2 separate regions of the Mus musculus genome follow, and region 2 is linked to region 1. The links are chromatin contacts, called in public promoter capture Hi-C maps. All regions are on one chromosome and are shown on one strand. Each heading gives the region's core, a stretch centred on a gene start, on an enhancer-like site or on the middle of the called end of the contact. The rest is flanking DNA. Distances are from core to core; before and after follow the strand shown. Region 1 has its middle 17 kb from the start of 4930484H19Rik. Region 2 holds the start of Mettl1 (methyltransferase like 1).

The links. Promoter capture Hi-C pulls out the DNA fragments that hold promoters and counts their contacts.
Region 2: a contact with region 1 is called in a promoter capture Hi-C map of hippocampal neurons, with 5 times the contacts expected there. The contact joins the promoter of Mettl1 here to the enhancer-like site in region 1. A contact is called at or near these places in 6 of 39 promoter capture datasets (cranial neural crest, frontonasal cranial neural crest, hematopoietic stem and progenitor cells and 2 more).

Annotation. Positions count from the first base shown.
Region 1 is chr10:126,807,785-126,813,339 of GRCm38.p6, forward strand. It overlaps the pseudogene Gm9111. Among named protein-coding and RNA genes, the nearest start is that of 4930484H19Rik, 17 kb to the left of the region's middle. Within about 2 kb of position 2,412, at least 47 of the 459 cell types and tissues checked have an H3K27ac peak or open chromatin away from gene starts, as enhancers often do. A contact at or near this core is called in hippocampal neurons, where this site is marked.
Region 2 is chr10:127,038,613-127,044,167 of GRCm38.p6, forward strand. Mettl1 (methyltransferase like 1) reads left to right here and starts at 3,320. Exons shown (of 6, transcript NM_010792.1): 1 at 3,320-3,458; 2 at 4,448-4,611. The coding sequence starts at 3,367. It overlaps Eef1akmt3 (EEF1A lysine methyltransferase 3), which reads right to left and starts at 2,782. Exons shown (of 3, transcript NM_001205036.1): 1 at 2,606-2,782; 2 at 2,376-2,487. The coding sequence starts at 2,782.

The DNA of each region.
Region 1 (5,555 bases), core at 1,162-3,661:
CCCCCAAAGGGGTGTAAACCACAGGTTGAGAACCACTGATCAACAAGAAAAAAAAAGTTAAAATAAAACCTAGAGAAAAAAAAAAGCATATTAAGCTTTTATACCAAATTAACCAGGATATTCAGTTCCTAGGTGTAATAAAACATCTAGTCATTGATTTTTGTCATTTTTTTAATATACCAGAATTTTACAATGACTTCAAGGGAGAGAGAGACAGACAGACAGACAGAGAGAAAGAATGTGGTGGTTTCTACTGTAATTAACCTGTTCCTTCTGGGCCTGATTTGCCATGTCTCTTCAAATGATCTTTGCAATCATTCTCTATGCAGAATAAATAGTTCAGCCCTCATTAATAAGCACACTCTGGTTCTCTCTCTACCTGGCTCTTCTGTCTCCTGCCTCTCGGGATAGCTAAAGAGCAGCACAAGAAGAATGCTTGCAATCTTGCTTCAGATCCTCCCGCTCTGGTGGGGTGGAGGAGGCCCCCGGGGCTACTTTGCGTGTTAAAGGCACTCCTGGAAGTTACCTGGCTGAAGATCTGAACATCCCTCTCCAGTGTAAGTAAGCAAGGGCGAACTCTCTTTGGTGACAAGAACTGACAATAAGGAGTATATTCAACAAACTTCAGAAGCCCTTTGTGCCCTCTGTTTTTGAAGTCAGAAAACCTACATTAGAAAGTTTGGACCTAATGTATCTCTGCTGTGGCACACTGCCCTCACTGGCTCTGCCCGTCACTGACAGCCAAAGACATCTGAACACGTTGCTGCTTCTTGGTTCTGTAACAAGGCAGAAATCTCTGCCTCTATTTTTAAATTATTTTATCAGTTCTTTATTTGCCCATCACTCATTTTCTATACAGAAGTATTTGAATTATGCATAAAACCTTTTAAAGGGCATTTTCAGATAAAGCACTTTATATTATTAAGCATTGTAAAATTATTATTGCACACCACTTTTATTATGTAGTTCATTTTAAATGGGCCAGAATATTTTAATCATCCATGGAAAGCCAGAGTTTATAGCTTAAAATTGAAAATATACCTACACATTTTTTCCATAAAATATGCGTGCATGATTTTCAACCCCATTTAACTAATGTGTTTTTGGAAATATGTTACAATAGTAAATTCAACAAACCTCAGTCAAGGAAAAAAGTAATATAAAAAGTGTGATTTAATAGCAATGTGGTGGCCTTTTTTTTTTTTTACAGAAGACCCTATTTTGAAATATGAATCATTTTACATAGATAACCTCTATATTTCCATGTCGTTTGTCTAAACAGTAGTCTGTACAACTCTGGGTACAGAATTGAAAATTATAGCAGAAAATCAAACTGTCAAAACAACATAAATTACCCACAATGCAATGCAAAGTAAAAAATTGCAACTGGTAAAGAATTAAAGAATAACCAAAAAAAAAATCGATAGTATGCGCACCCTAGATAAACACGGGTTTAGAAGTGTAGAATATTTGCAATCCTGTCACTAGAGAATATTTCTTTACTGCACTGGTGATCTGAAAACACACTGTCAGGTCATTGAACGATTTAGCTTTGCAATTACCTCCTGGTCAGCACGCATAACATGTACAGAAAAGGAATTTTTCCTAATTAAGTCGCTTTTCTCAAGATATGATGTCACATGAAATTAAGGCTTTTTTTTTTTTTTAATGGTTCAGTGCTTTTATTGGAACCATTGGCTGGATTAAAAGCTTTTGATTCTAGTACAATCCCTTCCCATACAACAAATGCCAAGATAAGCATCGATCTTATGCCCTGCGTGACCAGTTGCTGGGATTCGCGTGGGCAGCTGGAGGGCAATGCTGAACGGGACCAGGTTCTCATGGGGCTTCACTGCATGTTAGCGGGCACCAGGCTGCTGCCCGCAGTCTGCTGGAGCACGGACCACAATGTGAGCTGGTTCCCAAGCGGCCATTCCCACAGCAGAGCTCAGAGAACAAACAGCGTTTTCCTACAGCGCCCTCTTTCAGCTCAAACAGGGCGATAGGCACCACGGATGAGAGTTCAGTTGACAGCCTCGTGCTTCTGACACAGTAGAATACGTGCAGTGTTCCCTTCTCTTTGGATGGCACATGGTCTGCACACTGAACCTTGTGCGTCTTGGGCACGTTTCTTGCACATCAAAATGAAACCAAGCCCAGCGGGTCTGATAATTGCCGCGGGTCTGTTTTCTAGCCGGTTTCCCTCGGCGCTTGAGCAACTTCTTCAGCACATTCTTGATTGATAAATGCATGTGCACGCTAGACAGGACCCTGTGGCGTTCACGGAGCAGCCACAGGGACAGGGAGCCTGGCTTTGCATAGATCACAATGTCGTTCAGTTTCCCCATCCTCGCCAAGCACTGAATTCAACTCCAATGCATTAGTGGTTACAGCTGTAAGCTCATCAACTTGCCAGGTGTCGATTCCGTCCAAGTCGGCATCTGGAGCGTAAACAGTCTTTGAAAGACTATGTCTGCCGCCTAAAACTCATACAAGAACTTTAAAATATCATCTTGACATGGTTTCCTGAATGTGGCTAGCAGCTGGCGCTCTTACTGGGCACACTGGGGAGAGACAGGTACGGGTGGGGGGAGGGGTCCAGACCAGGCATCACCAGATTCAACAAGACCCAAACCAAAGGAGAGGGGGTAATGTGAGAGGGACATGAATGCTCAAAGACTGCCGATGGCCATGTTGGCGCCCAGCCACAATGGCTCTCTGAGCTAATTTGTTAGATGTGCACATTTCTGTGGGGCAAAATTGTTTCCTCCTGCTGCTTTGTCAGATTTTGTCACAGAGCACTGGCTAGTTTTATGTCGAGTTGACACAAGCCAGAGTGATCTGAGAGGGATGCACTTAGATTGAAAACTTGCCTCCATAAGATCTGGCTGTAGGCAAGCCCATTGTGCGTTTCCTTAATTAGTGATTTAGGACATCCCTGGCTGGTGGTCCTGGGTTCTATAAGACAGCAGGCTGAGCAAACCATGAGGAGCAAGCCAGTAAGCAGCGCCCTCTGTTGATTGATGTAGGTAGTAGGTGCCACCGTGGAGAGAGAAGCTCACCAAGTCGTTAAGCTTCATTTCCGGAAAGATCAGAGGGTTTTGCCTTCTTGGAGAAGCCTGACACCCAGCTAGCTCACTCCAGTTACTTTGTTCAAACATTATACAAGGTTAATCAGGCCTGGGAAAGGTTCCAACTACCACAGTTCTCTTGCCCTTGCTGCCCGTGAGAGCAGACGACCCACACAAATCTCAGGCCCTTCAGACCATGGCTAGCCAGAGTCAAAAGAAAGAACTCCAAGTTTGGCAGGGGTGTCTTAGGAACAAGGTCGGTGCAGCTGCAAGTTTTCATGTAGCACCAAGTGCAGATTCTCTGGAGAGACATTTCCTCAAGGTTCAAACCGTCTCACAACCATCTCTCAGCCTCTAGTGATTGACCTGAATATATAGTAAAGGCTTAGCTGAAACATTTCACTCAAAGCCAGACATAAAGGCCTTACATACGTATCACTCTATCCCACCATGGTCTCTGCATCAGCTCCTGCCTCTAGGTTCCTGCCATGTTTGAGATCCTGTCCTGGCTTCCATCAGTAATGAGCAGTGATACAGAAGATCGTTTAAAACAAATCCTTTTCTCCCTCTGTTGCTTTTGGTCATGGTGTTTCGCCCAATCCATAGAAACCATAACCAAGAGTAGGATTGTTTATTTGGAGGTGGGGGGGGGGGGGCGGGGGGGAGCGTTTGATTGATGATTGGTTTTACTCCATATTGGGATTGAATCTAGAGCCTCACTCATCCTGACTAGGTAAGAACTCTACCACTGAGCTACATCCTCAGCCATAGAGGAAGCCCTGTGCAGAGAGGAGCAGGTCTAACCTCCGGCTTTGCATGGCTGGGTGGTAACTAGAGTTCTCAGCTCAGCCACGTGCCATGAATACAACACAGTGAATTTGCATAGCTCTTCCCTCCGTGGAATTCCAAGAACTGCATCGTCTCATTGGGACACATAACATCGTTTCTGGGAGCAGCAAGCTGGGAAATGTCTCCATTTTAAACACCCAGAGGGGGAGGCATAGGGAGACCGACGACACCAAGCAGATTGAAAAGCCTCGTGACTGCAGAGCTCCTAATGATGGCTTTGGCGGGATTCCAGGAGCAGGTCAGCCCCAGGTTCCTCATTGTCACAGTGGTTCATCACACAACCATAAGACATATGCTTCAGTGCTGACAGACCCCTGACCTGTGCCTTCTCTATCGCCTCTGTCCAGTATCCCTTCCTATTCAGCCCACCGCCACCCGCCGCCACCCGCCCACAGCCAGTTTTCTTCAGCCCCTACAATTCTGCTCTCCTTCTCAAGGGACAGTAAGAAAGGAAACACTTCTAACCTCCTCAGACCTTGGCTTCCATGGCATGGGCTTTCTTCTCTGCATCTTCTTTTGAATTAGCATAGCTAATAGCAATACTGTCTCCTGATTTGGACTGCTGTGCCCTAGCTCTCCTTCCGGGCTTCTATGGCTCGGTGATGCTGATCATCTTTGAATCCATTCTGCAGCCTGATCCTCCCCCAGTGCTCCCAGGGCAAAGCCCAGACGGCTCCTCCTCTGGGTCATGCAGCTCCTACCGAGGTGAACTTAGTGTAACTCTTATAGACCAAGGATGGTGCGGAGGAAGATGACCCCACCCCCACCCCAGGCAACCATGAGACTGTGGTCATAAGTATACTGCTAGTGAATTCCCAGAATTGTAACTGAGTCTGGCTCTCTGCCAAGGAGGAAGTGGGAGAGGAAAGCCAATCAATATCTGGAAGCCAGGCAACAAACAGCCCAGGATATAGAATCCCACAGGCCATAGAACTGAAGATATCTGCCTCGGAGAAGCTTTCCTGCTCAAAACTGAGCAGCACGGCTGTATTGCAAGCCTGAGGAGAAGGCCCCATGTGGAGAATGGAGCTCTGGGAGGCTGTGGTGCATTATGGGACTTCTCAGCCTTTCTTTTATGATGAAATAATGCAAATTTTAATTTGGGGTGAGACATTGTGGCTAGGATTTTCTACTACTTGTAACCAAATGCCTTCTTACTCAATTTTTTTTTCCCATAAAATGTTGACCAGAGTGATGACCGATAGTCAAAGCTCACAGGTTTCAGACATCTTGGCGTTTTAATTTTTAACTGGAAACACGTTCTAACAATTGAACAAGGTTAAAGCCCCTTCATCTCTTGGATAAACCATAATAATACATTAGGTGTTACTGATAAAGTTATATTTTAAGCTTAAATTACTGTGTTTAAGGGATCTAGCGAACAAAAATGCCTAACCTGTAAGCCTCACCTGCCTAAGGACAGAGAATTTCCTGGTATGCTGGGGGCTGCTGTCCATGTAAGATGACGAGCCACGTGTTTTCACTTCTGTAAACGAAGCTGGCTGCCCCAGCTGCACAGCATGTGCTGGGTCACAAGTAGGTGGGAGGTATGTAGGCAGGAAGTTGCGTCAAAATGTATGCTTACAGGGCTGGAGAGATGGCTCAGCAGTTAAGAGCAATGATTGCTCTTCCAGA
Region 2 (5,555 bases), core at 2,070-4,569, 230 kb after region 1:
GTCCCTAAGGAAGGGGACATCAAAGAAAGTTTTTAGAAAGGACTGAAGGCCAGCAGATTACACAAGGAGAATAGGAGGGGAGAGGCTCAGAAAGAGGCTAGAGAAGGAGGCAGGCTGTTGGAAAGTAGCAAGGCTCCAGAGGGGGTGGGGTGTGATAATGATGGTAGCCATTTTGAAAAAAACCATTCTGATTGTAGGGTGGTGTGAGCCAGGATCTAGGTGGGGGCCAGAACTGGAAACAAGAAGACCAACCAGTTTGACTACTTATTATAGTCTAAGCAAGAGATGATGGATGATGGTGGCTCAGGCTGGGCAGCCAAGAGAGTAGTGGGAAAAAACACAAGAAAATCCCCATGGGTGGCTGTGACTTCATGAAGGGAAAGCCCAAGGAGAGACGGCTTGGCTGGGGGAAGAGCACCAGGTCAGCTTGAGAGTTGCTAATCTCTCCACAGAGAACCATGAAGACACCTATGAAAATCAGTGCAAGAATCGGTAATGGAAGACTAAGTATGGTGGGACAAGGAAGGGACAGACATGCAAGTGTTGAGAAGGCATCCCAGGGTCAGCTGAATCCTGGGATACAAAGTCAGAGAATAGATTACACCCAGACCCCAGACTTGGCGACTAAACAGGGCACAAAAGCAGCAGCTCTTATGGCAGTAAGTGAAGACAGGTGTTCTCTCTCTCTCTCTCTCTCTCTCTCACATACACACACACACAAACACATGGATACACACAGGCATATACACATACACACATATACACATGCACATATACACAAACACATACACACATAGACACACAAAGACATAAATATACACACATACACATGCACATACACACATACATACCATACACACACAAATGCTCACATATACACACACAGAAAAGAAACAGACACACACATACACACATAGACGCAGACATATGCACATATACACATGCACATACATACACACACATACATACCAAACACACATAAACACATATACACATACATACCAAACACACATAAACACATATACAAACATGCACATACACACACATATACCTACATCCACACACACATATACATACACACACATGTACCTATATCCACATACATACATGCACATACACACATATACCCACAAACACATATACATACATGTACACAGGCATACATACACACAGACACAGACACACACCTTTCCCCTTTGCCTCCTTCCCTCCCTTCCTACCTGAAATGGGGTCTTACTCCGTAGCCCAGGCTAGCCTTGACTTTACCGAGACACCCCTAATTCCTGCATGCTGGGATTACAGGCATGAACCACTCCACTTGGCTCCTTTGCTTTTCATGTAACTTGCTCACTCCCATCCAGCCGCCTTCCTCCAACTCATCTGCCTGTGCTTCCCCTTGATGGACTGCTCAGCCCTCAAGGTAGCTAGTGAGAGCACAGCCATGCTACCCAGACCTCACCATCATGTATGTTCCGTAGCATCTTCCCACATTGTCCCTCGATAGACTACAAGTTCCTTGGCACACAGAGAATACATATTGACTGACTGAAGGAATAAATATAAGAATTAATGTCTGCCTCTGCAAAGACTGCCCTTGATGTGACCCACTTCTGTTCCTACAAATAAGGACATCTGGTTTACACGACTTAGATCACTAGGCAAGAAGCTTTTGTAGGTTTTTGCTCAAAGTGAAGCACAATTTCCCTGACCTTTTCCTTTCCCAGGTCTCAGCTGCTTAATTACCAATTACCACCCATATATATATTCACACTCGGGTCCTTCAAAATTCATAACCTTGCTTCTTCTAGTATTAAAAACCCTAGGCTCTATTGCAGTACGGTAGCACACACCTATAATCCCAGCACTAGGAAAAAGTAAGACAGGAGGACCAGGCAGGAATTCAAGGCTAATCTCTACGTAATGAGTTTTAGGCCAGCCTGGACAACAAGAGAGCCTGTCTCAACCAGACTACAAAACCACACCCACACCCCCTACCCACACACACACACACACCCAAAAAAAAGAAAGGAAAGAAAAAGATATTTAAAAGATCCTAACATAACAAAGCTACAAATCTTTGATGAGGTTCACTGTCCTAGGTCTCTCCTTCAGAAAATCCATGCAAGCATTTTAGCGAAAGAGCATCTCCAGTTTTTTTTTTTTTTCACGGAAAGCCTATCTTATTTGTTTCAGGTACCCTGAAGCCAACTAGCTTGAGTGTTCTGAACACTCGTCAGCGCTGTCTGCCTTGCAGGAGAATAGAGGTTTGTTAAAAGGAAAGAACTGAGCTGAGTTCTACCCACCCCCAGGAATCCACGTCCTCACTTCTCCACACTCCAGCTCCCCTCCTCCCGCCGCAATGCCAGCTCACGCACCCTGCAGCGCCGCCAAGATTCCCACGATGCCCGTCCCCGCGCCCAGTTCGATCACCTTCTTGCCTCGAAAATCCACATTTTGACTCTCGAAATAGTCACACAGGCTCAGAGCCTATGAGGAAGGGAAAAAGAAAGTGGGAAACTGTCAGAACGGTGTCTCCATATGGGAGAGCCGGGGTCCGGGGACTGGACCTCTCAGGGACCCTCACTTAGGGCAGCCCATTCCTCACCGCATCCCACACGCGTGCCGCCACCCCAAGGCGCGACCCAAAGTTCTGCGTGATGCTCAGCTCGTGCCCACAGAAGCAGAACCGGCTGCTCTCTGAGTAAGAGTCTGTGAAGAGCCGGATCTCCCGTGGGAACACGGATTCGGGCTCAGTTTCCGGATCGGTGCGAGAGCTGGCCATCCGGCAGATAGAGTCCCCGAGCACCCCGGCCAGCGCTCGGATCCCCTCTATCGGTGCGGGGTTGAGGCTGGGGACTGCCAGCCATATGGGCTGCTCCCAGGCACCGGGCCCCGCCTCCCCAGTTCGCTCTCCTTCCTCCAGCTGGACTTCCTAGAGATGGATGGGGATGACCCCCGAGCCCGGGTACCTGGCGCACACAGAACAGGACCCACACAACACCATACGGGCCAGACTTGGTTTGAGACCACCCGGAGAGAGAAGAAATGATGCTTGAGTTTACTGTCAGAGGCGGGTCCCTCACATCCCGCTCACCTGTGGGGCGCACAGGTACCTGTGGGCATTTGAGAACCCAGACTAGGCCAGAACGACCCAAGGGAGGATGCGGGGTGCCCGGAGCTGGCCTCCCCAAAGCACGGTTAGCAATAGCAGGGCGCAGGTTTCCCCTCCCACTCCCTTCAGGGTCCTTTCCCTACGGTGCTACAGAATTTGCTCTTCGCTCTTTAAAAGGCGGGGCCCGCTGGCGGTCCGCGGGCTGCGTCATCACCTCGCGCCGCGAGCTCGGCTCTCCACGTGGACTGCGTGGCATGATGGCGGGAGCCGAAGCCCCCCAGCCGCAGAAGCGCTACTACCGGCAGCGCGCCCACTCCAACCCCATGGCAGACCACACACTGCGCTAGTGAGCGGGCCCGGCGGGGTCCGGGAGGGAGGGAAGGCGGTCGCGCAGGGGCCACCGCTAGGACTTGCGATGGAGCGGGGAGGGTTGTCCGGGTGACACGTCAGCTGAGGATGGCTTAGGGAGATTGGGCAGAAGGCGGAGTTGGCCGGCTGGGAGGGGTCGCGGTGTTGGAGACTTAAAGTCTGGGTGGACTTGCCAGCCAGATCTAGGAAGAGGGGGGAAAAACTATTGCCAAAATGAAGCGAAGCAAGTTGTCATTTCCACCTTCCGGTTTTTCTTTTTAATTTGGTTTGGATTTTGGAGACAGGGTTTCTCTGTGTAGCCCTAGTTGTCCTGGCACTCACTTTGTAGATCAGGCTGGCCTCGAACTCACAGAGATACAGCTTCCTCTGCCTCCTGAGGGTGTGCACCACTACACCCGGCTCCGATTTGGGTTTTTTAATTTATAAAAAGATAAACATATATACACACTCCTGGCCACTCCTTGTTCCATCCTCGCCACACAAAATACATAAACAAAGAGGGCTGGAGAGATGCCTCAGTGGTTAAGAGCGCTTGACTGCTCTTCCAGAGGCCCCAGCAATCACATGGTGGCTGGAAACCACTTCTAATGGGATCTGATTGCCTCTCCTGGTGTGCATGAAGACTGAACACTCATACACATAAAATGCAAAATACACGGGTAAATAAAAATTTTAAAATATACATAAACAAAGTAGTGCTCCAGTGCCTTAGGCAGTCAGTCTCTGGGAAAACCTTACACACATCAGTACCCAGAAGAACTTGGCAGATCTGCAGCCATAGCCTCATGATGGGACTGATTCACACCCTAGAAGCCAGGGGACTTCCCATTACACCTTCTACATACCACATGGTCCCTGCATGCAGAGTTTTTTTCTAAGCCTACCACCCCCCCCCCAACTCTTACACAAAATGTCTGCACTGGTATGTACAACAGTCTCATGTGTCTCATGTCTTCTTTCTAATAGCCCTGTGAAGCCAGAGGAAATGGACTGGTCTGAGCTTTACCCAGAGTTCTTTGCTCCGCTTATTCAAAATAAGAGCCATGATGATCCAAAGGATGAGAAAGAAAAGCACTCTGGGGCCCAAGTGGAGTTTGCAGACATAGGCTGTGGCTATGGTGGCTTGTTAGGTAATAAGCTGGCCCTTTTCTTGGGACAGGGAGAGGCCTGGGTTCTGCCATCTCAGCAGGTTAGAGGCAGGATTAGTTGACCTTTCCTCCTGGGACCAGACAGCAGTGACATCAGTGTGGAGAGCCTCCACCTTCCTTCTACTCTGGGTCTGTGGCCTTTGCCCTGGAGGAGGGAGGGGGCTGCCTCAGATGTATCTGAGAACCCCGGTTGTTCTGTCTAGCTCCAGTGGCTCCAGTCCCTCCGTGAGCCATTCCACTGCCTTGTGCTGGGTCAGTGAGCCGGGTCAGCACAAGCGTCAGAGATCAGCTCCAGTGGCCACTGATCCTGAACCGTCTTTCTCGGGGATTCCACCACCTTCCCTCTCCTACCCCTTCTCTCACCAGAACACATTCTGCTCCACCCTCTCATGGTCTGGAGTTCCTGTTACATTTGTTTTCCAGAGCATGCATGTCAAGCCACTGGTCTATGTTCACATCTTCCCTATAGACAGGTAACAGTGTGTCAGAGCGGTGGAGCGTGGTGTGTGGAGACTGAAGACTTTGGTTCATGTTAGTGCTGCCCCCCTGGTTAATTGTATGGTCTTAGCATTTCTGACCCTCAGTTTCCCCAACCTTCACACTGTACCAGAGAGTGTTATAAAGACCAAATGATGCTGGGCAGTGGTGATGCACGCCTTTGATCCCAGCACTTGGGAGGCAGAGGCAGTTGGACCTCTGAATTCAAGGGTAGCCTGGTCTACAAATTGTGTTCTAGGACAACCAAGGAAACCCTGTCTCAGGAAAAAAAAAAAAAAAAGAAGGAAAGAAAAGAAAAGAAAGCAAGCTACGTAGTGACATCACCGGCCTGTAATTCCTGCCCTTTTATTCTATCTGTTTGACAGATCTTGTCTTGTTGTTGGTTATTTTATTTTTTGAAACAGGGTTTCACTATGAAGCCCTGTCTG